2 separate regions of the Hordeum vulgare genome follow, and region 1 is linked to region 2. A link is a contact called in public Hi-C data. All regions are on one chromosome and are shown on one strand. The core of a region is the stretch at or near the end of the contact, and the rest is flanking DNA. Distances in the headings are between cores, read along the strand shown. Region 1 holds the start of LOC123409722 (external alternative NAD(P)H-ubiquinone oxidoreductase B2, mitochondrial-like). Region 2 holds the start of LOC123409988 (lysine-specific histone demethylase 1 homolog 2).

What was found. Hi-C and Micro-C count contacts between places; a contact is called where the count stands out from the background.
Region 1: a contact with region 2 is called in a Hi-C map of leaf, with 5 times the contacts expected there. The contact joins the promoter of LOC123409722 here to the promoter of LOC123409988 in region 2. A contact is called at or near these places in 4 of 6 Hi-C or Micro-C datasets (leaf and seedling) and 1 of 1 datasets of contacts at active chromatin or transcription factors (embryo).

The regions. Positions count from the first base shown.
Region 1 is chr7H:399,771,691-399,774,390 of MorexV3_pseudomolecules_assembly, reverse strand. It overlaps LOC123409722 (external alternative NAD(P)H-ubiquinone oxidoreductase B2, mitochondrial-like), which reads right to left and starts at 1,387. Exons shown (of 10, transcript XM_045102582.1): 1 at 1,142-1,387. The coding sequence starts at 1,233. It overlaps LOC123408964 (dnaJ homolog subfamily B member 3-like), which reads left to right and starts at 1,989. Exons shown (of 2, transcript XM_045101982.1): 1 at 1,989-2,165; 2 at 2,288-2,659. The coding sequence starts at 1,989. The coding sequence ends at 2,659.
Region 2 is chr7H:399,418,566-399,421,265 of MorexV3_pseudomolecules_assembly, reverse strand. LOC123409988 (lysine-specific histone demethylase 1 homolog 2) reads right to left here and starts at 1,428. Exons shown (of 2, transcript XM_045102859.1): 1 at 1-1,428. The coding sequence starts at 1,368.

The sequences.
Region 1 (2,700 bases), core at 138-2,637, 350 kb before region 2:
ACAGTCATACGGCATACTCTCTCCGTCCCAAAATAAGTGTCTTAAGCTTAATACAATTTTGTACTAGAGCTAGTACAAAGTTAAGACAGTTATTTTGGAACAGGGGTTACATATAAAATTCATTTAGACATTGCAGAGAAACAAATAAAAAGCATGTTGCAGCCGAATCATTAACCAAGAAAATCAAGGAACTAAAGAAATGCACTCCATTATTCAGAAGTCCAGCATTTGCCTAACAGTCCAATAGCACACATAAAATGGCAATCATCACATGGCACCAAATCATAATGTATTCACGACCCCGCTCTTAAATATTCCAAGTAGAAGTATTGTTTTATAGAAAATAGGCATAAGTGGCATTAGAAAAATACTGAAACCAGGACGAAGAAATCAAGGGCAATTTTTCTTCTTGTTGGTCTCATGGACCATGGCAGAATATTCAGCAAGTATACGAGGTCCACCGTGACGTGGGGGACACATCAGATTCGAGAAGTAGCTGGAAAACGAGGGCCCGGTCGAAACAGGTGGCAAGAAGGATTAGTTTAGTTTAACCAACTATTTTCTTTCCATTTGTTTTATTTTTGCGGGTAATTTTCTTCCCATTTCATCAGGATAAAAGAAATAACTACTCCCTCCGTCCGAAAATACTTGTCTGTATCTAGACTTATTTTAGTTATAGATACATCCATTATATCCATTTCTAGGACAAGTATTTCCCGACGGAGGGAGTATATTCTTATATTTTTCCCTTGATTTGTACTAGCATTCCGAAATCTGGTTAAAAAACAGAGCTACCCTCTGATGGAGAATCGATTTACTCCCGTTGATACGCGAGGTGATCTCGAACTGAGACAACAGTTTGAGCGGCTCGGAGGATGAGAAACCGCAGCAACTACCGAACATTTCTATCCCGGAAGGGATCCACAAACGAAACGACGAAGCCACCGAGTACTTCTCCGAGAAAAAATGACAGGAGGCTCCAAAAATTCGTGCCCGACATTCGCGAAAATGCTGCTGCAGCCTAGAGGCCACACGAGGTATGCAGTAGCAGCAGATCCGATCGAAATTCCCAAGCCCCGGGGCCAAGACGAGGGAAATGGAAATTAGTGGGCGGAGAAAGGGGAAGGAAGGGGGGAGGTACCTTGCGGCGAGGACGACGACGAGGCCGGTGAAGGTGGGGCGGTTGTTGAAGGCCCGGGACGCGCTCTCCCACGCGAACGCCGTCCACCTCATCTTCCTCCCTCCGGTACGCTTTGCTCTTCCTCCGGGGCTCCGGTGATCCTGGAACGTACTGGCGGCGGCGGCAGCAGGAGTAGAAGAAGAAAAAGAAATGGCCACCTCGCTCGCTCGCCTCGCCCGTGAACTGTTTATATGCTGCTAGTACGCGTCTGCACTTTTTTCTTGCCGTGGTTGGCGCCGTGTTGGTGCCGGTGCGGCGAGGGGTTGGTGTGACTGCTGGGCGGGCCCGGACGGGCGGAGGGAACATGGGTCGTCAGTTCCGGACCTGTGGTAGACACACGTGGTTGGCGTGCTAAAGCGGCCTCGCCCAACGCCCCTTCGCTCCCTCCCTCCTTCCTCTCAATCACTTTGGGCGTGTTTGGTTCGTTTGTATTGCATCTGGCTCGCATCCATCATGCAAAATATAGATTGTTTGGTATGCTGTATGTGTAGTTGGACCTGGCCCGACAGATGCAAAAAACGCCTCCGGGCCAGGCTGCGGGGAAACGCAAGTTCGGGCCGTTTCCGCGAGCCTGCACCCGCGCGTGCAGCGACCCGCGCGTGCATCGCTCTCGCCTGGAGGATAGGGTTCCCTCCCGACGCATCGCTCTCGTCCTACGCGCCGCTCTCGTCCTCGCGCCGCGCCGCGCTCCCGTCCCCGCCCCCGCCCCCGCCCCGGCGAGCCGCTCCCGTCCCCGCCCCCGCCCCGGCGAGCCGCTCCCGTCCCCCCGCGACCGAATCTCCTGCGGCGCCGTCCCCCTCCAACTCCAATGGTGAACCCGTCGGAGCTCTACCACCGGATCCTCGACGTCCCCAGGGGCACCTCGTTGCAGGGGCTCCGCGCCGCGTACAAGGGCCTCGCCAGGAAATGGCACCCCGACAAGCACCCGCCGGCCTCCAAGCCCGAGGCCGAGGCGCGCTTCAAGGCCATCACCGAGGCCTACGAGGTGAGTGCCCCGCCGCCTCTTCCCCGGGCACCTCCCTGCGTGCGCGCGTCGCCGCCGTGGGAATCGCGTTCTTGATTCGCTGTGCTCGCGCGCGTCGGCGTGGGCTTCCTTTGGTTGTGCAGGCGCTCCTAGACCAGCAGGAGAACAGGGCGGTGTTCGGGGTGTGCAACGACGACCGGGCCAGCGAGATGTTCGGGACGTTCGGCTCCGGAGGCGGCGGCGGCGCGCGCATGGCGAGGACGCGCAGCGACGACTTCTCCATGAGGAGCGCGCCCGCCACGCCGGCCAGGGAGTTCACCAAGGTCTACAGCTCCGGCAACACGGGCGGGCGCCGCGCCTTCGCCGAGTTCTTCAGCTCCATCATGCGCAAGGCGCTGCCGCTGGAGCGCACCCTCGAGTGCAAGCTGGAGGAGCTCTGCCGGGGCAGCAAGAAGCAGGTCAAGTTCACCCGCGACGTCGTCACCAAGAACGGGTACTGCTCGTATGGAATGTAACTTGAATATGTGAACTTTTAAGATGTATAATATGTGAACTT
Region 2 (2,700 bases), core at 179-2,678:
TTCCTCATCCCAAAATACAGATGGGAACACCATAGCCACTTTGTTCAACAAACCGAACCCCAACCTCTGGATCGCTCCAAGCTTGTTTTCAGGTAACTGTGGGTCAAACACAATGCTCCCACTCTTGAGCACACCAAGCGGAACAGTGCAGAGCGCCATGTCCGCCTGAAAAACCTGCCCTCCTTCCACCGTGATGCTCACGCCATCTACTCCATGTTCAATACGCTTCACCGTCTTCTCATACAACACTGGTACACCATCACATAACGCGTGTACGAGCCTCGAATTCCCTCCAGCCAAGAAGCAATGATCTCCACCCATCTCAAACTGGTCGTCCTGGTCCCAGTACGCCAGAGAGAGCTCCGATAAGCAACCAGCATTGGAGAACTCAAGGTTTGCCAGATGCCAGTCCAGAACCTCCCTCTCTTCCTCGCTTTTGGCCGCATTGTACAACCTTCTCAGCCTTTCGATCGCTTCCCCTAGCGAGATCCCCTCTGCGGCTTCCTTGAGAGACTCCCGCAGCCTAGTGGCGTGGTCAAGAAGCGTATTGAACACCAAATCGATACTTCTATCTAGTCTGGTGCCCACGGTCCGGCCGTCAGTGTGGTACAGTGGGCAGCGGTCACGCACCTTGTGGAGAGGAATCCCGAGCTGGCGGGCGAGCACGCCTAGCGGGTTGGCGTGGATGCCAGTGATGACGCTCCCGCCAAGCTCAACGGCGGCCTGCCCCCCGCCTAGGCGGGAGGTGTAAACGCGGCCGCCAGGGCGGGCGCGGCCCTCCAGGACGAGCACGCGGAGGCCGAATCGAAGAAGCTGCCGCGCGGCAGCGAGCCCGGCGAGGCCAGCACCGATGACGAGGACCGAAGCGGCTGGGACATGGAGCGCGTCGGCGGGAGGGGATGCGGGGAAGGTAGCCGAGACACCGAAGTTGATGTGGCCCTCTCGGGTGAGGAAGCCGTGCGCGGCGGCGACTAGGTGGTCGTAGCTCGAGGCCACGGTCTCGAGCACACGCGCGCGGGGGAGCGGCACCCGCGGGTCGGCGCGCCAGGAGGCGAGGATGTGGTTGCGGACGACGATGTAGTCGTTGGGGGCGGCGGCGTCGGGGTCCGCGAGGATGGCCTCCTCGGCGGGGAGTAGGGCGTCGATGGGGAAGCCCAGGGAGAGCGCAATGAGCGCCTCTGTCTCCGTCTCGCGCTGGCGCTCCTCCGGGGAGAGGCGGCGCAGGCGCCGGATGCGCCGCGACGGGGAGTTCCCAAGGTAAGCCTGCAGCTCGGTGTCGACCAGCGACTCGTCGTACGAACCCGGACGCGCCGACGCCGCACGGCGCGGGCGGCCCGGCGGCGGCGGCGGCGGCGGCGACGGCGACATCGCCGGGAAGGGTCGTGTGGGGGGTTGGGGTTTGGGATTGCTCGGCTCCGCCAGTTTGGGCTTTCGGGGGAGAAGGTGGGTGGGAATTGGGGGAAAATGACTTTATTGCGTTTCACTGACAGGCAGGCCCAGCCGTCGCAATAACCCAAGAGGGCCAAGGTGCGCGTGCGGGCTTAAGCCGAAAGAGGAGGATGACGTGGGCCGGCGGCCTGCTGTCAGTTTAAGGGTGGTTCATATTCTGTGAGGTGAGTAAAAGGAGGTTGACTTTCCTGTAAAGTTGCCTTCATGTCATGTGTCCCCACCGTTCGGTTATACGAGAATGGAGTCCTGACGTGGGAAGAGAAAAAGACGGAACACGGAAGCGGCAGCGTGTCATCGGTGTACGTTAAGGGCCTGTTTGAGACTACTCCACTTCAAAAAATTCAGCTTCACTCCATCAACTTTATTTTAGAGCAGTTTCATCAAGGAGTTGTAGCTCTACCTTGAAGCAGTTTTATACTGTTTGGCTTGCAGCTAGCTCCAACTTTAAAAACAGTAGTATTTGATGGAAATAGTTTATTCTGCCCTTATTTTTTATGCGTAATGTTTTGACGGCCCAATATTTATGCGCCTTGAGATATTTTTTAAAGTCTTGTAGATCTATCATAAAATTTAAGTGAACTATAAATGGCAACTATAAAAAGATGGCATAAGATTTAAGTGAACTATTGTAAAATGATGTGAACTATTGCGATACATAATTAAAAAGATCAACATGAATGTCCAACGATACAATTGTTCTACTCCCTCGAAGAAAAAAAAATGCAAATAAAACCCGAACCATCTTGAACAGTAGAAATCTAGTTCCAACCATCGGCAATAGCGGTGGCTAACTCATTACGGAATGTATCCATAGTCGGAGCATCCGGTTCCGTTGTAGATCTATCAGAGGCAGCAACAAATTTGTTATACCTGTTCGGTATTGTAGGCACATAATGAGGATCACGGTCGAACCGAGAAAAGTCCAAGTCTTCGCTGTTATGCTCACGAATAAAGTTGTGAAGGACCATAGTAGCAACAACGATCATTTTTTGCTTGAACATCGGGTACGGTCGCATCATATACAAAATCTGCCACTTCATTTTTAGCACTCCAAATGATCGCTCAATGACATTGCGGATAGATGAATGGACTCGGTTGAATTTTTCCGTTGGAGTTTTTGGCTCCATACCTCTACGCCATTCTGGCATATGATACTTCTCACCCTTATAAGGAGCTAGGTATCCCGGACGATTGGGATATCCCGCATCAACAACATAATATTTGCCTATAAAAGAAGGAAATGATATCATC